Regions from separate parts of the Mus musculus genome. Here regions 1, 2 and 4 are each linked to region 3. Evidence: chromatin contacts called from public HiChIP or PLAC-seq and Micro-C data. All regions are on one chromosome and are shown on one strand. Each heading gives the region's core, a stretch centred on a gene start, on an enhancer-like site or on the middle of the called end of the contact. The rest is flanking DNA. Distances are from core to core; before and after follow the strand shown.

Region 1 (6,093 bases), core at 329-2,828, 440 kb before region 3:
TTCATCAAACATAAAACAGGCACCCAGAATTGAGTTATAAAGTGCATTTTCTTTACATTTCTATTAAACACCCAACAAATATTAGAAAACTTAAAAAGAGCGATCCTTCTAGGAGCTTTAAACTCCAGATGCAACACAATAGCTCACCCAGCCAGTCTCATGTGGCGCATTTAAAAGGGTATTAGCAGGGATTACATTCCACTTTCAATCCACAGGGACTAAAATCTTAAGGCACTGCCAAGTGCTGCCTCACTGTCTTAGCAAAGAGAAAATCTACCAAAGAGAAGGGCTGAGGAGCTGCGGGCTCTATGGCCAGCACAGTCCTTTGCATGTAACTGAAGCTCGCCTACGTCAGCTGAGTCTACACTATATGCTAACTTATCCTAAAAATTTGCGTGTCCCTGTCATCAAAAACCTTGAAATCCCAACCTGTAAAATATGGGCAGTTTGGGTAAATAGAAAGCCTCTTTAGAAGATTATTATTATGAGCCAAAGACTTATCTTGTCTTGAGAACACTTCAAAGGGTCAGTTAGCTATTCCCATTCGGTTCTTGAGCAGACTTAGAGACCAGAGGTGCAATTGATTCCCGACCTTACATTTAAGCTTTAGAAGCTCAGATTCCAATACATTATCTGCAAAGGCCGCACTGTAGAATGCCACATTTTCATCCACATCATGGAGGTCGGGAAGAGACAGGGATTTAGTTCTAAATTACACTTCTGCCACTAAAGGCGTTTCTAGTTCCAAGAACACTTCTCTGCAAACGTCCACCTGCAGAGCATAGGTGGGCACCACCAACACGAATCGTGGTTTTCTCGGTTAGTTTGTGGTGTTGGTATCAGAATCCTTTGGGGTTGGGCTTTAACATCTATACACACCTCTCTTCCCTGCTCCCCAAGATGACTGGGTAGTGGTAGCCCTGGATATTGACAGAAATGTACCCTCAAGCGGACAGGAGCAGAAAGGCTGTCAGCTCCCACTTGACTTCCAAGACAACTTCTCCGTGAATGCTTGTTTCCTCCCCAGCGCTCACGGTTGACAGGAACGGCTACGTGTAGGTCCTGTGTGATGTGCGCGGCCTGCACCGGCCGGTCTCGAGGGCGGAGGCCGCCGCAGTGTGGCCCGCGGGGCTGGCACAACTGCGCAGAGCTCGGGTACCGCTGCCCAGCACGGGCGGCCGAGGCCGGTTGCTCCTGACCGGGAGCTACTTCCTGCTCAGAGCTGCGCGCCTCCCACGCCCCCCTCTGCAGCTCCTGCTGCACCGCGACCGGCTGGGTGGACGTCCCGGGGCGTCACGCACGACGCTCTGGAACCCCGCCACGGCGGGGACCAGGCCCGGGCCTGAGGCGCCGCGCCCAGCCGCTGTCCTGCCCGTGCCCTGCCGTCCCGCAGCCCGCCCCGCGTCGCCCGCACCTGTCGCGCCCCGACCGAGCTCACCTCGTCCCGGGGACCCGCGGCCCAAGCCCGCGCCTCTGGGCCCGGCTCCCTCCGCTCCCTCCGCCAGGGCGGCCGCCGCCCACTTTCGGTTTCCCCGCACGGCCTGAGCCGTGGCTTGGGAATCACCTAAAGCCCCGCCCTCTGGGCCACGCCCCGTCGCACCACGCCCCGCCCCTTCGCCGGCCGGCTTAGCTCTGCGCAGACGCAGGCGCTCCGGCCACGGCTGCCCACTTCGAGGTCCGCGTGTGAGAAGGGAAACCGACGCCGCCTAGCGGTTTCTGCGCGTGCGCACGCCGTCCTGACGCTCGGGGTGTGGATTTATTTCTCTTTCCACAAAGTTCGTTCTCTTCAGCATCTCAATACTTCTTTTCATCTTCTAGACAGTCTGTCTTTAGCTGTCTTCTAGGTCACTCTTTGGAGGAGGGGGACTATATTAAAATGCTTTGCCACATACCCTTCACGCGTGTGTAACAACGCTGCTTTCATCCACTGCTCTAAAACTAAAGCTGTTTGAGGGCAGAGATCCTAGAACACTGCCCAGTATATAATAAGCATAAAATAAATACTTATCAAATTCTTTAATTCATTCAAAACACGTTGAATAGCTGCTATTTATTCACTCCACGGTAATTCCACTAACATTTATTTAATGCTGGATTGCTTTAACCCGTTGTGAAAACTTGGCATCATTCTGTATATTTTTGCTGAAAGCCTGCTGCTGCTTACTCAATCAGCAATTTTTTTTAACAGTTTGAGGTACACTTGCCATACTATAAGCTGCACGATTCAAATGTACACTTTCATGTGTTTGGTATGCATACAACAGAGAAACAATCACAGATAGTAACATGAGGAACATAGCCACACCCTCAAAGTTCTCTCTCTTTCTATAATGTTTGCCTCATTCCCTACCGTTTAGTCCTGTAAGTGCCCACTTACTTACTATAGAGCTCTTGCTTTTTCTGGAGTTTTATATAAATATAATTATTTCATATGTATTGTCATTAAGGGGGAGGATCTGGCTTTCTTCACTCATCAGAATTCTATTGAGACTCTTCTGTGTCGTTGCATACACTAGTACTTTATAACCTTGGCTCCCTGAGTTTCCACTCCCTGGTATTGACCCAAGAGAAAGGAAAGGGCTTATTCATCACAGACCCGTACAAGGATGTTTAAATCAGCCTTGCTTGCAATACTTAAAGACACAGAGATAGCATAAACATCCTTCAGTGGGTGAGCAGACAATTAACTGTTACAGACTCAATACCTGCTGACAAATAGCAACAGTGTATAGGGCCTATAAACCTTGTGCTTAAGGAACTTTGCATTCATTGGGAAGCTGCAGTAGGCGATGAATAGACTGGAAGGAGATCGTGAAAAGCCGGATATCCTGTGCTCAGTAGGTTCTGTCTTAAGGCTTTGACCAGGGGTGTTCTTTGAACACTGTTCTCTTTCATAATCTCACATCTGGTCCCTGCCTAAAGCTGCCGAAGTGTCTCTGAAACAGAATTCTCTACATTGCCTTGATTCTATTTCAGTCTGTTTCAGATGTCTTTCTCCCTGCCCTGTCCGCTAAACTAAACATGACAGTGGCTTCCAGAGACCTAGAATAAAGCCAGCTCTTTATTTGGACTCTGTAATAATACTCTGACATGCCCTGGCTCCACATTCTGATGGAGGGAAGGGTAAAAACAGCATCAGTGAACTGAGAGGATGGCTGTGGGGATAGGGAATTAGGCAATACTGAATTCTGTATATAAAATAAATCATGAAACAATGTGCATGAACCCTAAGTCTGAGGTCCTTTATGCTTATAGATATGTCCCCCCCTTTGCTGTATCCGATATACAAAGAAAAGTCATGTGCTGCAGCTAGTTTTCCATAACCAGCTTTATTTACGAATAGTTGCCACAAGCAAATATTTTTAAGTACGGCAGTCTGATGAGTTTTAACAAATGTATCCAGTTGCGCAACAACCATCACAATCAAGATGCATAACTAGTTTTATTTGTAGAAGTTCCCTGAGCCTTCTACCTAGCCCTGTTCCCTCCCTCTTCCCACCACTCCTGGCAGCTGGGTGAGAGTTCAGTCCCCTCAGCTTTGTTTTCTCAGGAGCACCATATGTAGGGAACCGCAGGATGTGCAGCCTTTGTGCCTGGGTTTTCACTTAGTGTAATGCGTTCGTGACTCATTCCTGTTGAGCTTATCAATAGTTACTTCCTGTTGATGGCTGTCACTGTATGGCTATGCACAACTAGTTTATTCCTCGAATTTAGTGTGCATTTTTGTTGTTTCTAGTCTGGGGGGGGGGGCCTGTTCTGGTCCAAGCACCTATAAATAACCATTGTGTAGTCAAATGGTTTTCTCACATACATACCAGGGAATAGAATTAATGTCAGGATGTAGGAGAAATGTATTGTTGATTGTATATATTTATGGATATGAGTATATGCTTATGTGTATTTAACCATAGATAATGTATAATTATATGCATAATTACATGTGAATGTCAAAGTGCAATCTTAAGTGGCCACATCTCTTTGTACTCCCATTTTTATCCACGACTCCGCCCCCTGTAAAGCATGAGTCCACTCATTCTCAGTACTCAGCATCACCAGGCTTTTAAAATGGAGCTTGACCCTGTAAGGGTGGAACATTGCCGCTGCGGCACTGAGGGACCGGTCTCATATTGAGGCTTTAACTCGCCTTTCTCCATGATGGCGTGGAGCATCTTTTCCTGTACACAGTGGCTTTTGTATTTGTTCTCGAACAATGGGCAAAACTCCTGTTCTGTAGGTGGATTTAGCTGAGGTGTATCAGGAGGATTCCTCAGAAGCTGAACTGCAGCAAGGAAGTTGTATGATCTTGTTTTGTTGCTCGATTTATAGCTGGAATTCGGGAAAATGAAGACTTTTTTTTTTTTTTGAGACAGGAGCCTGTCTTGTGGCTGAGACTGACATTGAACTGTCCCAAGTGCTGGAATTACAGGCTGCCATGCCCAGCTCAAACTGGCTATGCTTTAGACTTGGGGTTCTTATCCTTTTATGGAACAGTAAGACAGAACATATGAGAGCAACACAGATACACAGGATTTTACAGAGTCAAGTTCCACACATTAAAAATTCCCTTAGGGGAAACCTCAGAGTCAAAGGTCAGTATTTCAAAATAGATAGAATGCAGTCCAAAGGTGTTCTTCCCCCACGGAAAGACCAAACTCATCCTAGGTCACCAGGGGCAGAGGCAGATGGGCAGGTCTCTTGCTATGCAAGAAAAAAAGCACACACATCTCTCATTTCCAAGGCTGCAGAGAGGTCCCAGAGTCCTGAATACGTGGCTTTTGCAAAGGGACAGCCTCCTGGTAGATCATTTGGGCCTTTGGAGACTTCACCAGAGGGAATTTATCGTGGAAAGAAGGTACAAAGCTAGGACCAAGTGTAGGGAGAAAGATGACCCCACTGCCGCCTCATCCCAGGCTAAAAAGGATGGAGCAATAAAAACCTCCACCAAGTTAAGTGTGGTTGTACACACCTTTTAACTCAGCACTTAGGAGGCAGAGGCAGGTAAATCTCTGTGAGTTCACAAGCCAGCTTAGTCTACATAGCAAGTTTCAGGGCAGCCAGGGCTACCTAGAGAGGCTCTGTCTTAAAAAACAAAACAAAACAAAACAAAAACAAAACCCTCCATTAAAAGCCCTCCATGCATTTTTGTTGTTGTTGCTGTTGTTCATCCTGCCAGCCTACTTGTTTAAACAGAGCCATACGGGAGGCCCCAGGACACTTGGCCAAGGCGGGAGGATCCAGGGCTCCTGGAGGAGCACTGTACCTCCCCTTCTTTATACTAGTTCAGCAAGACCAGGAAGGGCCTGGTTTCAAGCATGTGTCTATAGCCCTTTCCCTCTTATCTGACAGGTCTATAACACAACCCAAGATCCACACGTTCTTCATTCTCCACCTCACAAATACTGGGAAGGGTTGCAAATCCCCCCTTCCACATCTCAAGTGGCATTTGGAGACACTTCAAGCGCTGCTATCTCACCTTCTATCCAGAACATCTGTCGCTTCTTTATATTGTCTCCAAAAAGAAAACCCCAAACACATCCACAGGACTCGGATTTCTGTCACTTTCCATCCCGTCAGTGAACTTCAGGGACTGGCTTGTGACATTATTCAGTGTCATGGGTGGTACTCCTCTGGAAACCTCCCTCACAGCCCTTCCCCCAAACCTATTGCTCTCTTAATTGAGTTTCAAGATGGTGCTTTGTTCCTCTGAGGATTCTCACAGAATAGCAGTGCGAGGAGGGCGAAGCTTTCCATCCCCCCTGTGTACTGCTTAACTGAGTCCCCATTCTCCTAGTTGCTAAGCTGCAAGTGGCTTTTGCAGCATTCCGCCTGCCACTCAGCCATTGTGCTGAGCTGTTTTTGCATCCAGGTGGAACCCAGCTTCTCAGGCACTGGTTGCTTCCACAAGGTCAGGAGAATTAGATCCGTGACAAAAGGTATCTCTGGAGAGATCTCTGTTTGATTAATCATTAATGACATGGTCACTCCCAATCCTGCTACCCCCATCCATGAACAAATGGAGAGAAATTTCTAGACAACTATGCTTGTTTTAACTGAGTAAGGAAAAAAAGGTGGGGGGAGAGAGCAGCAAAATCA
Region 2 (6,509 bases), core at 1,444-3,943, 270 kb before region 3:
TAACTGGCGATGTAGCCCAGGTGATAAAAGTGCTTGATTAGCACATTCAAAGCCCTAGGTTCAATCACCCCATGACATAAACCATGTATGGGGCTCATCCCCATGACCCTAGTACTTAGGAGGTGGAGGGAGGAGGGTCGGGAGTTCAAGGCCATCACTGGCTCCACAGTGAGTTTGAAGACAAACTCTGATACATAACACACTCTGTCTCAACAAACAACAGCAGCAGCAAAGCAACCCTGGGACACCTCTGGAGCTGACCTCCGAACCTCCAAAGTATGTTTCTCAGTCTCATTCGCCTTGTACGATCTTACATGCCTGTGCATCGTTGTCCCTAAGCACGTTAGTAGGATGAGCTCCTCTGAGGCAGGGATTTTTGTTGCTGTCATTCTATGCCCCGCTAGCGTGGCAGACCTTGAGGGAAGGGACTCTGAGGGATCAGAATTTCTCCAGGAAGCCCCCCTTCTGAGAATGACAATACCCTGCAGCGTCAGGAGATACTCACCAATCCGATAATTTGTGTCACAGCTAAAATTTGCACTGTAACGCCTCCTGGCTTGAATTTTATCTTTTTAATAAGATTTTAGTGTGGCTACAGGCAAAGCCAAGAGAAACCAAGAACCTTTCTTTCCCTAGTTCTGGCCTAAACCACACACAAAGCCCTTCTCACGCTCCGCAAGCTGGATGCTCTAAGCCACAGAGATAACCAAACAAGCCCTTGGGAGTCCAAGGTCAACCTGGCCTACAGCGGGAGACCCTGCCTCAACAACGCAAACAACGCAAATAATTATTAATTCTGCTCTTTCGTCAGAGTCACCTCTATGACCATGTCCGGTCCTAGGGTAGACCTATTGCTGACTGAGTGACACACTAGGAAAACACACTAAGATTCCCACAAGGGCCACTGAGGAACTGCCCTGAGATCTGAGCAAGGACCCTAGAGACTTGGGACCCCAGTTCCCTCAAATGTAGAGTTCCCTGGGGTGGTGTTGAATGGGGTCTTCCATGTCTAAAACCAGAGACACTCCACTCTGGCAGACATCAGAACACTCAAGGTCTCAGAAACCAACCTGGCAGAGCCCCCCAACCCCAGAACAGTGGGACGGGGCTTAGTTTTCTGGGGTACAAGTCAAACACCAGCTGAGGTAGGTCTGCTTATTGTCACCTAAAACAGCAGTGACTTTCTTTACTAAAACAGCATGATAACATGATGAAATGTAAATGTATCTAAAATTGCATAAACGACTGTTAGACTGTGTTTCTACTTCCTAGATTAGTTACACAGTTAATCTCTGGCTAGGAATAGAAACCTTGTGTCTTTTCTGTCTCACTCGGAGGCTTGCTCCACCCAGCAGTAAAATGTAATTGCACCAGCCCAGATCCTTGACCTCCACCCCCACCCCCACCCCCACTCCCATCCCAGGCCCTTTCAACCCTCTGTCCCAAGTGCAGAGAAAGAAAAAAAAAACCTAATCCACGAAAGCAAGGATCCCACCAGGTCCTTAGCCATACAGAAATCAATGCTGACCAGAAAAAAGCCCTCCCAGGGGAACCTGAGCCAGCAGGCCCATCAAGGACATCTGCTTTGTCCTTGTAACCAAAAGACCAGGATCTCTCTCTCTCTCTCTCTCTCTCTCTCTCTCTCTCTCTCTGTGTGTGTGTGTGTGTGTGTGTGTGTGTGTGTGTGTGTGTGTGAAATTGCTCTTAGGTCACACCAAGGCTCTGCTGCTCAGAATCTTCACAGGGTCCAAGTGGTTGCTTTCATTTTGCACATAGAAAAGTCTCTGGTCCGGCTGGAGAGCTGGCTAAGCAGTTAAGAGCACTGACTGCTCTTCCAGAGGTTCGAAGTTCAATTCCCAGCAACCACATGGTGGCTCAAAACCACCTGTAATGAGATCTGACGCCCTCTTCTGGTGTGTCTGAAGTCAGCTACAGTGAACTCACATAAATGAAATGAATAAATCTTGAAAGAAAGAAAGGAAGGAAGAAAGGAAGAAAAGAAGGAAGGGAGAGAGGGAGAGAGAGAGAGGAAAAGAAAAGAAAGAAAAGAAAAGAAAAGAAAAGAAAAGACAAAGCTCTGGTCACAGGTTATCCAGCTTTACAGTTTGCGGTTCATCTTCTCACTGTAAATTCAGCAGCCTCCCTCCCTGTCCCCGTCAGGTTGAGTAGAACAGATTTTGATGGCTACTCTAGAGGGAACCACAGATGTTCAGGGACACTACTCTCTCATCTTTGGATTTGGATTCCCAAAGGCCTAGCTTTGTGGTTCCTCCCAATATCAGATACTCATGTCCACCGAGTGAAAGGCCTGAAGTCAGAACCCCGGAACACACACTTAGACCTAGCCTGTCCACTATGGCCAGTGGCTCTAGCCCCAGATGGGAACCAAGATGAGAAGGTTTGGGTGGTTCTGTGTTCTCCCAGCCCATCCAGTGTCTCCCCGATAGGAAGCGGCGTGGAAAGAACCCAGCAGTGCACCCGGAAGAGACCTGCCATTCGGGGACCGTAGCGTGCCCCAGTGCGGAGGGAGGGCGGCGGTAGCTACCTGCGGTGGTCTGGGGCTCAGGCTCCGAATCGCGCTCAGGCTCAAATTCTAGTATCAGCGTTCTCCGGTCAGTTCAGCAGCCGTGCGGACCCGCCTCGCTCAGCCGCTAGCCAGCCAATGTGGTTCCGTCACCAGCTAAGCTCCGCCTGCTCCCGGCACCGCCCACCACTGAGGGATCTCGGCTCAACACCCTGATTTCCCCTAGCCTAATCTTAGGTCCAGCATCAGGCACCTTCCAGAGGATTCTGATTTGGCTTCTTTGGAGCAGGCATCTCAAGTCTGAGAGCCTAAGGACACTCCTTTGACAATCAAAAGAGGGACCCAGAGAGAGGTGGGGTTTTCCTAGGATCACATGCCCGGCTCTATCCTGGGACCCCTCCTTAAATATCAACCATTGACAGACCTTGTTGATAGAGTGCCGCGGATCAGCATTCCTGAGCCTGTTTTACTAAGACAGTACTGAAAATTCTTGTTCCAAAATCGTGAGCAGATCGGATACATTCCAAACAAAATGGGCTATGTTGTTTATAAAGTCTACATTGACCATTGGTCTCTGCTTTTGAGCTGAGGGTGGACAGTTGGGCCAAGACCCTGGGGTTGGGGTTGTAGGAACTGAAGATTTTTAAAATAACATGCATTTTAAAAAAACAGCCTAAAATGCAGTCAGAAAGACAGTGGAAGTGAGTTACACGGGGATTAGGCTGGCTGCCATATTGTGTGAAGAATCCTGGCGGTGTTAAGTAGCTAGTTACAGATTAGTGGATTTGAAGGACACCACTCTCATAACCAATGGCTTATAGGATTGAATCTGAAATCGCAGGACTTTATTACTGGTCAAAGGAGTGTGATCTTGTCATAGCTCTTATCCTGGGTAGAGATATAACATGCTGTACTGTCTTGGGTGGAGGTGTCATTAATAGATAACTATCTAAACAACCCTCAGCAAGATTATTGCCTCCCTTCAAGCTTTCTGGTAAAAAAAAACAAGACATACCATTCTTCCTTACTTTAAGAGTGAATCCAAATAGACCTGTCCATCACCCAGACAGAAAACATTCCTTAGAAACAGCTACCTGCTCTAGAAAAAGCCCACTCACAAATGGTCAGCACAGTGGCAGTGGTCTCTGACCTCTGTCTGCTCTCACGTGGTCCCTTTGGCTATTGTGCAATCCCCTACTGCTGGGTGATAAATTCTACCTACCCTCCACCTACACTCTGAGCGTCTCTTCTAGACCTTTCCATGGAAGTCACAGAACTAGGGAGTCACTAAGAAAGGCTGGCACAAGATCCAGGTGACTGAAAAATCTGGAGTATTCTCCCTTTAGAACTCAAGGAACAAAATATGTACACCAAGTCTCTGAAAGTCCAGATCAGGCAGGGTCTGTGGAGTGCCAGAGGGCAAAGCCAGACCAGTGTGTGGGAGGTTATGGGGCACCCCAAGAAAAACATCCTGGCAGAGCATAGTAGGAACTGGGCATGTAGCTCGCCCAGTACTTGTGAAGTTTGAATACAATCCCCGGTGAGGAGACAAAACCCAGAAATGCCCCCCCCACTCCCCGCCCAGGGAGCTCCACTCAGTTAGAGCTGAACCCTTAACGATGCAGCAGAGGAGGAGTTTAAGGCGGTAAGTGTTACTATTTGCTCTTTATCTAAGTGAGTGAGACACGCCACACGCACAGGAAAAGGACCAAATATACCCAAGTGTGGATATGGGCTTCTCAAGGAAGAGTCTGGCTTAGTTAGGTGTCTTTACTATGGCTCTAGATAGATGGGTGGATAGATAGATAGATGATAGATAGATAGATAGATAGATAGATAGATAGATAGATAGTGACTCTGGTTTCTAAGTTACCTTGTTCAAAATATATAATTTACAAGAAGGCAAAAAGACTAAGCAAAGTTTTAAAATTACGTTTTTTAGGGTTTGTTGTTGTTTTGGGGGTTGTTTTTTTTTTTTTAGTTTAAAATATGAGCTGGTCTACATATTGACCTTGACCTGAAGCCTGTCCCTGTAACTGAAGCTGTCAGGTGGTTTTACAAGAGGCATTGCTCAGAGTTAGAGATGAGAAGGGTATGCTCACAGCTCCGCTCAAGGCCATGGACATCCCGGCCCTGCAGAGTTCTTGGTTGTTTTGAACATCCTGTTTAAGAGTGTCCAGGAAAACAGGCACCTCTTCTGTGGGCAGTCTGGCTTTTGTCAGGTTGTGTCTTGACTCTCGGCCAGCCCGCCTGCAGACTAGATCCCAGGGGGAGCGGCTTCTGCCTCTTCCCATCACTCTCCCTTAACTTCCCATCTTTCTCCCCTTCCCCACACACAACCAGACAAAACAGAGCTGGCTAAGGACTGTGAGGGCTGCCTTGAAAGGTGGATGCTCTCCACACTGGAGGAGAATAAGGAGTCACAGACATCCCTACCGATAGGCATTAATTCCCCAGAATCCTACAGGAGGGACCATCAAATGATGATCAGCTAGGCAAGGGGCTCCCAACTCAGCTGAGGGTCAGAATTGCGTCAGGAAATGGAGCATTTGTCATCCCCCAAGCTTTCCTTCAGGGATCCAAAATCACTAGGTGTGGGTGAGAGCCAAGGATATATATATATTTTTTAAGTTCCCCATATATGTCTGATGTTCAGCTGTGTAGCCATGCTTAGAAATTATGGGCAGACCTAAGAGTTCTTTGTGGACTCTGTAAGTACACCATAATGTTTCCAGAAAAAGACTTCTTCTGTGAATGCTTTGTGTTTAAATTCCATACAGCGCTCCTACCCCAAACACTTCATAAACTGGTGGGCACCAGAATCCACCAAGGTGGTTGGCTCTGTTGTAAAAGCATTAAACACATTTCAAAAACAGGAATCTAACATTTCCTTACTTTTAAAAATTAGATTTAAATTAATACAATGAGAACTAAAGAAAGGCGAACAGCTTCAAGATCTAAATCAAAAATAAAACGCTGTGAAAAGAGCCAGATTTGTACAAAAAAAAAAAAAAAAAGAAAGAAAGAAAGAAAGAAAGAAAAGGTACAAAAACAGAATAGCTCAAGATTCTCAGTAGCATCGTGAACCGAGAGGAGACACATCTGGAAGTAGATTAGACCGAGGTTCTTGACAACCTGGCCAGAACGTAAGCTTTCTCATACACTGTCAGACACTAATGGAGCGGGCTTTCAGACTTACACTTCCTGATATGGTGATGATGACCTCGAAGTGGCTGAAGATAAAACATGAGTTAGTTCTGTAAAGGACTGGCCATTTTCAGGGATTTATTTATTTATTTATTTTAATAAAAACCCTGTAACAAGTACTGGGGCGCGGGGGAGGGGGGGCACCGACAGTGTTTGGCTGACAGGACTGGGGGTTGGGGAGGAAGTAAAGCCTCTGGGGGAGTCATTGCACAAGATAATTGTGGGGGTTGGGGGGAGTGCTCTGGGCTGATGCAGGGAGGGGAGCAATTTCCTCAGCCTTTTAGAGCCTTATATGTCTAAGAAGAAACTGAAGAGTCCAGCTCCCCCGCCCGCCTGTGTGTAGATCAGAGTCCAAACAAAGAAGGCCCGGGAACGCTGTGGCTCATTCCGCACCAGCACCTTCATTCTCTGTGCTGGGATGAGGATGAGCAACTGGGCTAAGGGATTCTGCAGGGACTAGACATTTTAAAATACAAATGGTTCTGAAAACCTAGAGAAGGGGAGGGAGTGTGTAGGGAAGCGGGGTGAAGGTGGGACTGGGAGGAGAGGAGGGAGGGGGACTGTGGTCAGAAGCAAAGTGAATTGCTGGAGTCCAGCTCCAGTCCAAAGCCCCGCCCCCGCCCCGCCCCCCGCCCCGCCCCCATGAAGCCTTGCCCCCCCCCAGGGCAGTGTGACGTCAGCACAATGAAGGAGATGACCACCAGCCTGATGTACAGGAGATGGCCCCAAATAGCTCAAGCCTCTCTGTATTTACTTTATTTCAAAGTCATAAAGCATA
Region 3 (6,532 bases), core at 1,897-4,396:
GTGACACCAGCATACTGAGTTTATGAATCTGAGGCCAGCCTGAGGTATCTAAGACCCTGCCACAAACAACAAAAATTGAAAGAGTGACTGCCAGTGGACTGAATGGTGTTTTATATAAGGAATAGATGAACCCCTTGAGTTGGTAACATCCTTTGGAGCCTCTCTACAAATGTCATTTTCTTTGTCCTGGTGCTAGGAGGGACAGAAAAAGCAGCTGCCACGTTTGGCCCTTTGCCCTGGGTCTAATGGGGGAAGCAGAGATGGAGCAGAAACTGAAATATGGCTATCTTCACCTACCCCATCCTCCAAGAGAACTGGGGGCAGTGCAGGGAGGAGGGGACAATGCCAAACCTGTCAAAGGAGGTGTCAATGTCAAACCAGGGGTTAGCAGTAGAACTTGGCAGTAGAGCAAGTATGAAGTCCTGAAGTCCTGTTATGGGTCTCTGACACTGGGGGGAGGGGGGAGGCTTTATTTACAGCATGACATAGGGTGGGGTTTGTGACAACCAGAAAAATGGCTATCAATCACAGCAGTTCCTTTTTTTTTTTTTTTAAGATTTATTTATTGATTATATGTAATTACACTGTAGCTGTCTTCAGACACTCCAGAAGAGGGAGTCAGATCTCATTACGGATGGTTGTGAGCCACCATGTGGTTGCTGGGATTTGAACTTCGGACCTTCGGAAGAGCAGTCGGGTGCTCTTACCCACTGAGCCATCTCACCAGCCCCACAGCAGTTCCTCTTGACTGTTTCTCTGCCACTGGTCCCAGTTTCTCCTCTGTGAATCCTGGAAGCTGTGACTGGAGAGAGAGAGCTCATCTTCTGGCTACTCTGATGATTTTCCTACAAGCATCTGTCTCCCTGAAACACAAGGCAGGATGCTTCTCCATTATCTTCCTGAAGATTTTATGTTTCTCTTCAGAATTACTATTTCTGACTCCATCTCTGAAGGTGTGTCTCTATACGCAAAGGAAAACACCCAGAGACATCTTGCTTGTATCAAGTAAATACCACTTTAGGCCAGCCACCCCATCTGTAAACCAGGAATAAGATCAGATTGCAGGGATACTGACTGGGGTTAATTATATACAGTGTTTAGGGGCCAGGCAGTTACACAGGGACTCTGGAAGCTCTTGGCATAATACTATAGCATTACAATAATTCTGGCTTGCAAATTATAGCCCAGAAGAAACCTTACAGGAGCGACAACTCTGACTCTGTGGCCAGCTGAAAGCAGAATGTGAAAAAAATAAGTTGTGAAATACAACTTCGCTTCCTAAACCTTCAGAAAAGCAAGATACTGTTTCCATGTGCAGCACACATGCAGGGAGCAGAGAACAGGCCTCCAGACCCTGGGGAGGACTTTCTTGGCCCAGGTGGCCTGGCTGACTGCCAGGATCTGGCTTCCTTTCCTTCCTGAGCCTAGAAGCTGGAGGGAGGGGGCGGGACGGGGGTGGGGCTTAAAACGAGGATGTCCTGGTCGGTCAGGTTTTTTCCCCTTAATTGGGGCCTCCCTCCATGCAGCATGATTAAGTGCTTGCGCAGCAGAGCAAGGATTTAAAGGGTAATTTGAGACATATAAGTGTAGGGATACCCAAAATAAGCATCTCAGCATCAACTTCTGGGGTCTCTCCCTATCTATGCTCCACACACCAAACGTTCAGCCTTGTCCTGTGTGCAGAGTTTAAGACTATTTCCTAAGGATGCTAAATGAATAGGTCTCAGGTAAGAAATAAGTGGGAATGTTATCGGAGATTGTTGGGGTTCAGGTAGCAGTGGGGTTTGGGAAATTCAAGTGGTCTTAGGGAACGAGAGAGGCAAGTAGTCTGACTACGTGGGGCTGAGCAGATAGATTGGAGCCTTCGGAGTCATGGGTCTGCCTTTTTCTAGTGTGGTGTCGCTGGAGCCTGAGTCTGGTAGGTCGCAGGGAGAGTTTGGAAGAGGTCACATTGTGCCTTACCAGGTCCCGAAGTCTCAGGATGAGAGTCTGACCTCCAGTACTAGCAGATCCTGGATTTGCTCTCTACTTCGATAGGTTACTGTTCCTACAGGACACAGGAAAAACAGTGTGTCCAACCTATATATAATGTACAGGTGACAGGTGAAATTACGGTCACAGTGTGTTATTTTGGCAAATCACCATTCTGAAGGACGGTTTCAGCTCAGAGGTACTCAAGGGGGATGGGGGGTGGGGCTGGCCAAATAGAACTTCCAAACATATCTAACATCTAGAAGGCAGATATCTTATTTCATTTTCAGGCAGTATTTTGTTCTTGACAAGGCTCCTGCTACCCCCTCTGAGAGCAGACTCAGAAAGCTACCCCCCTTTGGCCTGGGTTTCCTCACGTTTGGATAATAACTCCATTGTCTTAAGTTACATCATCACAGTGCCACCAGATCCTAGTCATCCATGTATAATCTACCTCGGGGCCTCAGTTTCTCCATCTGGAAAACTGTCTCTGGATTAAATAGAGTCTCGCCAGCTCCGGCAACCTTAAGCGTTAAATGTTTACATAGCTGGTTCCACTAGGTTGGCAGTGAACAGGGTTAAAGCCCCACTTCCTAGAAGGTGAAAAGGTAAGCAAACAGTCCGACCTCCCCTTAGCCTTGCTCAGGGATTGGTGCCCCGCCTGGTCCCAGCCGCCTATCCCGTCCGGATCCGTCATCTGGATTGCTAATACACTCATTAGCATAAAGAGTTTTTCCGAAGACCCGGCGCCGGAAAAGCTGAACCGGAGTCTCTGTCCCTTTAAAGAGAAGAGGGACAGCCACTCTCTCATTTTAGGGCATCTCCTCTGCATGGTCCTCTCGGTCAACTAGAGGTCGTGCGTTAGTCCAGCCTGCCTACCACCTCGATGGTGGACATCCATTCCTAGAGTGCACGGCGCGTGGGCCCCCAGGGACTGTGCTGACTGCTTTGGCTTCAAAGAGCCGCAGTCCCTGCTGGAGGGAGGCACGGCCTGCCAAGCCGCAGGACGCGGGCGCCCTAGGGCAGGACCCCGGAGCTGGCGCCCAGGCGGCCGCAGGAGGTGGCTCGTGCAGTCGTGAGGAGGTTCCTGGCTGCACGCGGGGGCGTGGCCTAGGAGGGGCGTGGCATTGGCGGAGGGGTGGGGCCTGCGGGAAGGGGCGGGGCCGCGGCGCTGGGCGGGTTCTGGCGGCCGAGTGTCACACACGCGGCGGCTCGGGAGGCGGCAGCAGAGGCAGCGGCAGAGCCAGGCGCCGCCGGGACGGGCAGGGGCGCGCGGGCTCCGCCAGGCGCCGGCCGCCTCCCTCATTCGTTCGCTTGTTTTCCGACCCGCAGTGGGGCCGGGCTCGCCCCCGTGCACTCGAGAAGCCCGCAGCTGGCCGCGGCTCGCACGGGGCAGGGGCGCGCTCCGCGAGGGTGGGGGCGCTGGGTGCGGGCGTGCGCGGCGGGGGGCGCCTGGCCTTCCGCTCTAGGCGGCCCGGGTCCCTATGAGACACGTCTGTGCGGGGCGCGAGATCCAAAGCTCGGTCGGCGCGCGGCAGGGGCGGAGGGCTGTGCAGCAGCGGCCGGAGCCAGGCGGCGGCCGGCAGGAGGCGGCGGCTGCGAGAACTTGAACTTGGCGACCGGTGCCCCGCACGCCCCCCACCGGGGCAGGGGCGTTGCGGGACTGGGCGACAGCGTTGTCCCCCGAATGGCCGCGGCGGCGGACCGGGCTCGCGCGCCGCGGCCCTAGGCGGCCCTTCGCCATGGCCAAGTGGCTGAACAAGTACTTCAGCTTGGGCAACAGCAAGACTAAGAGTCCGCCGCAGCCGCCGAGGCCGGACTACCGGGAGCAGCGGCGCCGGGGCGAGCGACGAGAGCAGCCCCCGCAGGCCGTGCCGCAGGCCTGCTCGGCGTCCTCGGCGTCCTGTGGGTCGGCCGCCGCCTGCTTCTCGGCCTCGTCGGGCTCTCTGCCCGACGACAGCGGCAGCACGAGTGACCTCATCCGCGCCTACCGCGCGCAGAAGGAGCGCGACTTCGAGGACCCGTACAACGGGCCGGGCTCGTCGCTGCGCAAACTGCGAGCTATGTGCCGCCTGGACTACTGCGGCGGCGGCGGCGGCGGGGACCCCGGCGGGGGCCAGCGCGCCTTCACGGCGGCAGCGGGAGCTGCGGGCTGCTGCTGCGCGGCGGCGGGAGCGGGCGCCGCCGCGTCCTCGTCCTCATCCTCCGGCTCCCCGCACCTCTACCGCAGCAGCAGCGAGCGGCGGCCGACGACGCCGGCGGAGGTGCGCTACATCTCCCCTAAGCACCGACTCATCAAAGTGGAGAGCGCGAGCGCTGCGGGGGACCCTCCGGGAGGCGTGTGCTCTGGCGGCCGTACCTGGAGCCCGACGACCTGCGGAGGCAAAAAACTGCTCAACAAGTGCTCCGCCGAGGAGACCGGAGCTGGTCAGAAAGATAAGGTAAGCTCCAAAGCTATTGGTGCGCTTGGGGAACTGAGGCACTGCCACGTTTCCCATCCCTTGCATCAACTTTGCTCTGGCATCCTGGGGTCTAGGCTACAGCGCTCATTTTGCCAGATGGTGATTAGACTCCGACTCTTTGGTTCCTGCTCCCCAAACGCACCCTTGCGGATCCCAGAGCCAGAGCGAGAGCACCCCGTCTAACTACCCAGAAGACAGACCCAGCCAGCCCTTCCGGCTCCCCCAGTAAAGTTAGCAGCGGCTGGCCTAAAAGAGCATTTACTCTCGTTTACCCCGGGGTCCCTGTAGTGGTCCCCCTCCCAGATGCAGATGGGAATTGAGGTCTAGAATGGGAAAGGGAATCTCCGGGTCGTAGATTTCCTTATTGGCTGTCCCAGAATATCTGTATGTGTGTAAATGCTTCTAAACGTCCCACTCTGCGTGCCAGGTTTCCGAAGCCAAGCGGCCTTTTGTACTAGAGCGATATTGGGAACCCCCATGCAGGCTTTTCCGGTGTTAAGGTTCGTCCTCCCAGAGAATTTACCCATCTGGCCTTTCCCACCCGCTCTCCCCAGCTCCGCAGGCAGTCTGCTAAAAAGAGACCCTTCTCTGCCCACTTCATTCTCTTTCCTGATTCCATCCCTGTAGTACCGTCTCGGGAATGAGAAGCCTTTGTGGCAATCCCCTGCCGAATCTATCAGGCCATCTTGTTCCCTGCTTCATAACAAGGGAGTTAATTACAGGCAGGCCCCTCTACTCTTCCTTCCCTTCACACTCCTGAGTTAACCTCCCTTCCCCCATAAAATACTTGTTCTGCCCACTTCTCGCTGAGGCAGTGTTTTGATTAAATCTGAGGCCCAGTGAGAGATCTTCACGGCAGGGTTGCTTGGCTGGCCGGCCCCTGCTTTGCCTGCGTTCTTCCCCACACTCTCCTTGCAAGCTCAAACTTTTGCCTGGACTGATAGAGATTGGCTAGCCTAGCAGGGAGACATTTCCTACCTGTCAGCGGGTGCTTGGCAAGGCTTCTTTTTGCTTTATGGGAGAGGTGAGGAAGGATATGCCCTCCTGAAAAAGTTGCCTGTCTGGTCTCCCTGGGGTCATCCTGCATTGTCTGCCCAGGATGGATGGTATGAGCAGCCTGAAGGAGCCTATGTCCCCAGGAACGGTGTGGGCACACACCTTGGAAACGCATACTCTTTGTGCTTCCCAAGTATCCAAGATGCCACACTGAGAACAGAGAGCTGGAAGCCCTGGTGACTCATACAGTCACCAAGGGTACAAGAGGAGAGATGTCCCTGAGAAGAGCTGAGCTATTGGGCTTGTGGTTGATGTTTTCTGGAAGTCAAGCTTCCTGCAGCTTCATATGTGGTGGGCTCACTGGGTGAGCTTTGAGCTTTTCCATATGAAAGTGAGGAGAGAGCTTTCCAGAGAGGTTTGCAGCCCACCTCACCTGACTCAGCATCCCTAGTTGCCCAAGACCACTGCCCCCCAGGGGGCAGACTTTCCTTGTTTACTGCTTGTGGTTCAGCCTGCTCTCAGAAATCTTTGTGTGGCTTTCAAATTTGTTGTAAACATTTTTCCCCCCAATTAGAGTTAAGACTTACAGATGCATAGTAATCATACTTTGTAGCTGGAATGTCAAGTGTGCCTAAGACTTGGCTACATTGTCACAATATTTCCCATGGGTCTTTGCTCTCCTCTTCCAGGTGCTGGAAGGGGGATCCTGAGCAGGGTATGTCTGTGTTGAGTGCTGTGACAGAGGGCACCCTGTGATGGGGCCTGGTGTTAAATGGGGTTTCCATTGTTGACCTGGAGCCAGGAGTGATCAGGGGATGGCTGGAGAAGTGTCTGGTGCTTAGAGAACTGCAGGTATGAAGTCTTATGTGGTTGGAACGGAGAGGTTAGAGTTGGACAGGACCGGAGAGGGGCTGCAGGGCCTGGGCCAAGGAAGGTAAACTGAGTTGAATGGTGGTAAGAGATACAGTTTTAAAGAAACACTCTCTCAGGGATGGTTTTCCTTTCTCATGTTGAAGCTTTGATCTTTTAAAAGTGGTCTCTTCTGGGAGACAAGGGAGGATGTTACCAGATGTTCCTTCTGTCATGAGAAAGAGAGGCAGCAA
Region 4 (6,657 bases), core at 1,912-4,411, 510 kb before region 3:
TGGAGCCTGTCCTCTCCAGGAGGGCACAAGGGACGTGCGTGCTTGAGTGTTTAGCATTTCTATCAGACAAGGACCCAGTGCCTCGGCCCAGGAGGCTCCAGACCACATCCTAGGTTGATTCCAGTGAGCTCATTCTTTCAGAGGCTGTTGCCATCATAATAAACCAGAAGACTGTATAAAACAAAAGGGAGCCAGCCCCCCCCCCCCCCAGCGCTGTGGGAGTGACTCCTGCTAATCCCAGGAAGCAGGCCCCTGGCTTTAAACTGATAATGACTCCTAGCAGCCAAATAATTGATCTAGCTGGTGTTCTGGCTTTAAGGGAAAGTGAACTGGCCTCTTTAGAAATGTTGGCAGCCTGGGCTGGCCCATTAGTAAGACTGAAAAATCAAAACACTGTCCGGAAGAAGCCATATGACTGGGCTCAGCAGAAGTCATCAATAGATGACATCATCTCAGAAGTTAGCAAGCCAAGGTCATGGGGCCCCCAGAGCAGGGTCAGCTCACCCTTCACGGCTCACAGATACTGAGTCAGCCAGGGGACACAGGGGCCCAGACCAGAGCCTGCTTCATTCTAACTCCCCCCCACCCCCAAGCCCCCCCTTTATTTTTGCTCAGCAAAGTCTAGAGGGTTGAAAGCCACTTGCAAAGCTGGTGACATATGGCATGTTCTTAAGGAAGGACCTCAATCCTGCCATGGGCACACCCCTCAGATTCTCTTACACTCTGTGGTTGCCCCTTGATTTGCCTCTACCACTTATGCTGGCCATGTCACAAACACTGAGGGCTGCCCTCTGCCCCAGCTCTGACTGCCTTTCTCATCTACGCTCTGAGAGAGTTGGGAGCTGTCTCTACTTAAGCTCCAGCCTCTGTCTCCTTAACCACATCCTCACAAGGTACTGGGCAGGGTCTAACGAAGCTCAGGGCTTGCCCATCATCACTTCCTATCACAGCCTGAATGAAGTGTCCACTATGGCTAGCCCTGTTGTACACAGGGGGAAACTGAGGGCACCAGCTTGGTCTCCAGCCAATCCTAGTTTTTAATGCTCGGCTGTGCTGCAACCAAGTCCCCAATGCCTACCCTGGATTCTGACGGAGTCTCCACACTTCTCAGCATTCTATCCCTGTGTAGTAACTGTGCCCACCTCTCCACTAGGCTCTTGGAAGGCTGCAGCCCCCTCTACCCTCACCCCCCCACACACACACACACCTGGACTCCTGGGGTCCTCATCCCAGATCTGGTGCCCCAGATCTCCCCTGCACTTCCTTTTTCTCCAGCTAGAGGGCTTCCCAGAAGACTTCCAGCCCTGCCTCTTCTGCACTCCAGCGCCACTAAAGACCATCCTGTCCACTAAGGTCATTTCTCAAGGTCACACTGAGTGGGTAACAGAGCCGGGGCTGGAGCTAGGGGCCTGAACTCCTGGCCATTCCCTTTATTGCTTAGAGCTGACACCACCTAGTCCCTGTGTTCTGTAGTTAAGCTGCAGCCAAGAGCCCTGCCCAAGAAGGGAGAGAAGGTGTGAGACTCTGATAAGGTGGGCTGGGCTATTTTTAGAGGGCTCTAACTTCCCACTTAGGATGCGAGGCACCCAAGAGCCAGTGGCTGTCTAAACCGTGGACTGCAAGGCTAGCTCATTAGAGAGCAGATGCCAGAGTGACAGGCGCCCTGTCTTCACTCTGCCTGTTTGTTGTGAGGTTTGAAGTCGGTGAGAATCTTCCTATTGGGTGATTCCCCTTTCACTCATTTATCTGTGAAGCCCGGAGATAGCTTTAGAGAAAACGGAGCGATCTTCAGGATCTATTACTAGACTCTCCACACTATTACTCCAGCCTGGGAAAGTCCCAGACATTAGCAGATCACAAAAGAGGGGTGCAGAGTCCCCAAACCTGCCAGGAAAGGTCGGTAGAGACAGGAAAGGCAAGCAGACTGCAGTGGGGGTTGGCATGACCTTGAGCAAAGGGTTCTGAAGCCCTTACAGGGGCAACAGTGGGACCCAGGGTGAAAGATAAACCCTGTGGGAGGGAGCCCCCACTAAGAAAGAACCCAGAATCTGGGTTTAGAGTCTGGCTCTGCCAGGTCTTCGGAATCTCATGGGGAAAGCTGAGAGAGGTAACTAAACAGAGAGCTGGGGAGGTTCCGGGTTAAGGGAGTTATCACAGGTGCCACACAGGGAACTGAATTGCCTGAGCCTGCCCAGTTCATTTGGTCACTTGTTTTGCCGAGGTGCTGCTAGCAACTCAGCCTAGAGATGCTCCCAAACACCCCAGGCACACTTCCCAGGCTATTCCGAGGGCCACAGTGGGTCCTAGGCCAGGATTTGAGTTCCAAGAGCCACCAAAGTCTCTGACTTTTGCAGCTGTGTCCTCAGCATCCTTACCCTGCCTGAAACTGCAGAACAGGTGCAGGGGAGTGTAGGCAGTTCAGAGCACGCCCTGGCCACTCTCGTGGCCCCGGGTACCATCTCTTTGAAGGACCCTAACTTCACCTTACAAACAGGAAAACGAGATCCAGAAAAGAAAGGAGGGTTGCCTAGGCCGCCCCTCAAACTGGAGACAACCAGTGGCCTCCTGCCTCTACCTGGTTGCGCGCAGCGAGGCAAGCGCAGCTGGTGCTTTAAACCTCAGCTAGTTCCAGCAGTTTGGGAAACTTTTCAGGCGCCGGCCAGATCGGTGCTCAGAGGACTCAGCGTCCCCCGAGCGTGTATCCCCTTCCTCCCCAGACTCCCAGGAGGGCTCGTGACCAGCTCACAACGTGCCAATGCCCAAGGCACCCCGGGCGGCTCCCAAGGTCCCCGGGAGACCAGGTCTAGTGCCCCGGGCGCCCTGACTAGGGTTGGGCGCATCAGGCTGCAGGGACGCTTAGCGCCAGCGACCCGATCATCAGGCTGGGGAACCGGACCCCGATCCCCGAAGGCCACCCGAGGCGGCGGCTATTTATAGAGGGAACCGTGCTCAGTCCCTTCTCAGCGGCTGCGACAGCTGAATATTTTGCCCAGATATGGCTGCGCCCCGGCGCGGCGGCAGGGAGCCCCGCGAGGCCGAGGGGGACCTAGGGATGGCGGGCGGGGGGTCTTACCGGGATGCGGGGTGGCGCGAGCGCGGGCGGCGGCAATGAGCGGAACGCGGGGCTTGGCGAGTTCCCTGGCGGCCGCGGGTGGGAAGCCGGGGGCGGGCCCTGTTCTGCTGTCACCGCGCCCCGCCCCAACCCGCCGCCCTCCCCGCCCTCCTGCTCTACCAGGGGCGACAGGGTGCTGCGCGGTCCCCGGCCTGGGAGCAACACTCGCTATTAGGATCTAGGGCCACCCCAGCCCCGGAGGCAGGGGAATGTGTGGTTCCCTGCCTTGTTCTCGGTTTCTCCAACTTGATTTTATGCTACGTTGGAGGTATCTGGACAAAGTCGCGCAGATCTTTACTCTCGTCTAGAATGTTCCAGTAAAGTCAGCACAGCTACACCTAGCTTCCTTTGAAGAGGCAACCTGTCCCCTCGGCCAGGACTGGCACGGGCCCAGGGCTTAATAACCATCTGTGGACGTGCAATTCCAACGCAGAATTGAACGCCTTCTCCCTACACAGCATTGAGACTGGAGCGTCCGAAATCACCACTTAAAATAATCGGAATGAAAGTTCCTCCTTCTTAAAAGGCTAATGTGTTCTCTCCAGAACAAACCACTTAAACCCAAACCGAAGCCTTTAAGTGTTTCAATAAACAAACGGCTCCTACCAACGAATCCAAACAGGCACAGGGAACATCTCCGTTGGATTATCCTACCGTATTTTTTGGTGAGGGAAATCTTAATTCCTAGATGCCTAAGGAGAAACGCTGAAAAGTATTTTCCTAATGCATTACTGTATTATAAAACCCTCGCCCTATTAAGAATGTCCTTTTCAAGGGAGAAGTGGGGTGTATTTTTAAACAAAGCAGGGACTTACTATTCCCAAGGACTTATTTTTAAGCGTTTTGTTGTGGGTGTAAATACTTTCAGGGCACATATTAGTGTGTAGCTTTCTGAATTTTATAGTAAGAACACCTGTGCAAGCCAACCAACAGCCTGACCCCGCTCCCCAGTCACCCACCTCTCCCTTCTAAGACACTGTTTTGTGGACCCTTCCAGAAGTCTTGCCCTTATTGTCAGGTTGGTGCCTCTTGCTCGCTGCTGAGGCTAATTTGTGACGCACCATTCTTTCCTACTGTTCAATTTATAGGTTTCATCCCCAGCGAATTTACCATATGAACATAATATGGTATTTCCATATGAATGCATCCTATTTTAAAAGTGTACTTTGCTAGTAGTGGAAATTCAGAATATTAGTGTGGCTCAGATTATTCTTTCTCATGGTCTGCAGGAAGCTGAGTTGGAGAGTTGAGTCTCTAGGAGAGATGAGCAGAGGATTAATGCTACTTGCAAGTGGTTCCCACTTAAGTTAAACCACTTCGGTTTAACAAGAATTGCTACATTGTAGCTACACTGGTAGAGAGGAGCCGCATTCATTGAGGCTTTGATCCACAACACCAATGCCCTGTGTTCACATTTGCTGACACCTTTTTGTTTATTGGCCAGCTGGATTTTCTTTTTTTGTGAAGTGTTCGTTCAAACTTCTTGCCTATTTTTACCGAAATACCCAATATATCAACACAATATGGACACATACCATATACCACATATGTAATATGCAACAGTGCGTATCCTTCCACTTTGCTCTTTCTCCTCCAGCCTTTTAAAGACAGCTGTCTCTGGCTCCCAGGTGCTCTGCCAGCTGTGTCTGGTACTTTGCTACCTTAGTCTCTCACAGGCAGGGCTCTGGTCCACTGGGAATGGACTCCGGACTTCAATACAGGCTAGTGGCTAAATTCATGTGTGTGTCAAGCGACCTCACATCACACTAATTTTATCCTTCCATCAAAAAACATAAATGCTTTAAGAATGGAAATGTTTAAGTCAGGGAAATAGGAAAGGCTTCCTTTGGTTGTGTACAATTCAGGGATCTGTGTTCTTTTCTGCTGCTGAAAGACATGGCTATAAAAATCATGACTTTGCAGCTATTGGATGGAACACAGGGCCCCCAATGGAGGTGCTAGAGAAAGTACCCAAGGAGCTAAATAGGGTCTGCAACCCTATAGGTGGAACAACAATATGAAATAATCAGTATCCCCAGAGCTCGTGTCTCTAGCTGCATAAGTAGCAGAAGATGGCCTAGTCGGCCATCACAGGGAAGAGAGGCCCCTTGGTCGTGCAAACTTTATATGCCTCAGTACAGGGGAACACCAGGGCCAAGAAGAGGGAGTGGGTGGTTAGGGGAGTGGGTGGGGGAGCATGTGGGGGACTTTTGGGATAGCATTTGAAATGTAAATGAAGAAAATACCTAATAAAAACATTTTAAAAAATCATGACTTTGCCTTAACTCAAACATTTATGTTCTGGAAAAATTTTTATTTCATCATAAATAATTATTTTAATCACTGGCATAAGTATTCTTAAATCTTGCTATTTTGGAAGAGTTTTTATTTCATAATAAACAATTATTTTAGTTAGTGGCATAAGTGTTCATGAGTATTTAAAAATACATTTTTTAAAAGCCAGAATACTTTGTTTGTTTGTTTTGTTTTGTTTTTTTCAAGACAGGGTTTCTCTGTGTAGCCTTGGCTGTCCTGGAACTCACTCTGTAGACCAGGCTGGCCTTGAACTCAGAGATCTGCCTGCCTCTGCCTCCCAAGCGCTGGGATTAAAGGCGTGTGCCACCACGCCCGGCTGGCCAGAATATTTTTTATACATTTAAGATGGAAAGCTTTAAAAGTCCTGGTCTTTTCTTTTCTAGTATTGCTTTCCCTAGTTTTTCTCAAATAAAAAGATGACTTTAAGAAAGTTTGTCTCCAGCCTGGTTTTCTCCTTGAAGTCCACTCACTTCCTATTCCCAATAGCCTCTGAGCATCTTCCCAGCAGTCTACTAGTTCAAATACAATGTGCTCAACCCAGACATTCACCTTCCACTCAGGCCTGGGTAAGGCACCAGCCTGGGTAAGGCCTGACTTTGCTTTGCTCCCACGCCTCCTGTATCTATGCTGTCTATGCTAAGATTCTAATTAAGAACTTCAGGATGTCTTCAATGTGTTTATTATTCCAGTGCTCTGCCCTTAGTCTGGGGGTTTCTCCACCTCATCCTAACCACAGCTAAAGCTTACAATCCACCCACTCGCCCGTCTGTCCACCAGTAAGCCAGCACATGCTGCACTGTCCAAAATGTCATTCTGTCTATGTGGATGACACAAGAAGTGATCATGTAACAGTTACAGAATCTAAAATGGTCTGTCCTCTTCCTGGTTCCATGATGCTGTGACATCCCATAACCAGTTAGCCAGCAATCGGCAAGGGTGGGAGTACAGACTGTATGCATGCTGTCAGGCAGTACAATTCAAGAGTCATCCGTCCATGAGCAGGTATTCATGGTGTGCTACTGGATAAAGAGATGGCTAGGAGTTGTCCCAAGGGGCCGTCATACTTGAGATGACTAAGACAGACAACTAGCTGGCTGTCTACTCTTAAGGTGCAGTGATACCAGGACCTGGAGAGGCATGCTCACATTTCACTGGAGAGCCACGCCTGGGGTAATCCCAGCACTCTGGAAGCAGGAGGATCTCCAGCCTGGACTATATAGCAAGACCTT

What was found. A called contact is a pair of places that touch in the nucleus more often than the background predicts. HiChIP or PLAC-seq counts read pairs in DNA pulled down with a chosen protein or histone mark.
Region 1: a Micro-C map of embryonic stem cells shows a contact between it and region 3, with 4 times the contacts expected there. The contact joins the promoter of Tdrd7 here to the promoter of Shb in region 3. A contact is called at or near these places in 6 of 39 promoter capture datasets (the 3T3-L1 cell line, 3T3-L1-derived adipocytes, frontonasal cranial neural crest and 2 more), 3 of 484 Hi-C or Micro-C datasets (embryonic stem cells and liver) and 4 of 115 datasets of contacts at active chromatin or transcription factors (embryonic stem cells, epiblast stem cells, extraembryonic endoderm stem cells and 1 more).
Region 2: a contact with region 3 is called in an H3K4me3 HiChIP or PLAC-seq map of embryonic stem cells, with 23 read pairs. The contact joins the promoter of Aldh1b1 here to the promoter of Shb in region 3. A contact is called at or near these places in 14 of 39 promoter capture datasets (the 3T3-L1 cell line, the C10 cell line, cranial neural crest and 7 more), 1 of 15 datasets of contacts at CTCF or cohesin (the NIH/3T3 cell line), 8 of 484 Hi-C or Micro-C datasets (LSK cells, bone marrow-derived dendritic cells, cerebellum and 4 more), 21 of 115 datasets of contacts at active chromatin or transcription factors (the SCID.adh cell line, VIP interneurons, acute myeloid leukemia and 13 more) and 5 of 9 other capture datasets (adipose tissue, embryonic stem cells, embryonic tail and 2 more).
Region 4: a contact with region 3 is called in an H3K4me3 HiChIP or PLAC-seq map of pro-B cells, with 2.8 times the contacts expected there. The contact joins the promoter of Tmod1 here to the promoter of Shb in region 3. A contact is called at or near these places in 1 of 39 promoter capture datasets (neural stem cells), 1 of 484 Hi-C or Micro-C datasets (cardiomyocytes) and 2 of 115 datasets of contacts at active chromatin or transcription factors (cardiomyocytes and pro-B cells).

The regions. Positions count from the first base shown.
Region 1 is chr4:45,967,782-45,973,874 of GRCm38.p6, reverse strand. It overlaps Tdrd7 (tudor domain containing 7), which reads right to left and starts at 1,578. Exons shown (of 17, transcript NM_146142.2): 1 at 1,439-1,578.
Region 2 is chr4:45,795,206-45,801,714 of GRCm38.p6, reverse strand. It overlaps Aldh1b1 (aldehyde dehydrogenase 1 family, member B1), which reads right to left and starts at 2,693. Exons shown (of 2, transcript NM_028270.4): 1 at 2,546-2,693.
Region 3 is chr4:45,527,442-45,533,973 of GRCm38.p6, reverse strand. Shb (src homology 2 domain-containing transforming protein B) reads left to right here and starts at 3,146. Exons shown (of 6, transcript NM_001033306.1): 1 at 3,146-4,412. The coding sequence starts at 3,714.
Region 4 is chr4:46,035,726-46,042,382 of GRCm38.p6, reverse strand. Tmod1 (tropomodulin 1) reads right to left here and starts at 3,161. Exons shown (of 10, transcript NM_021883.2): 1 at 3,074-3,161.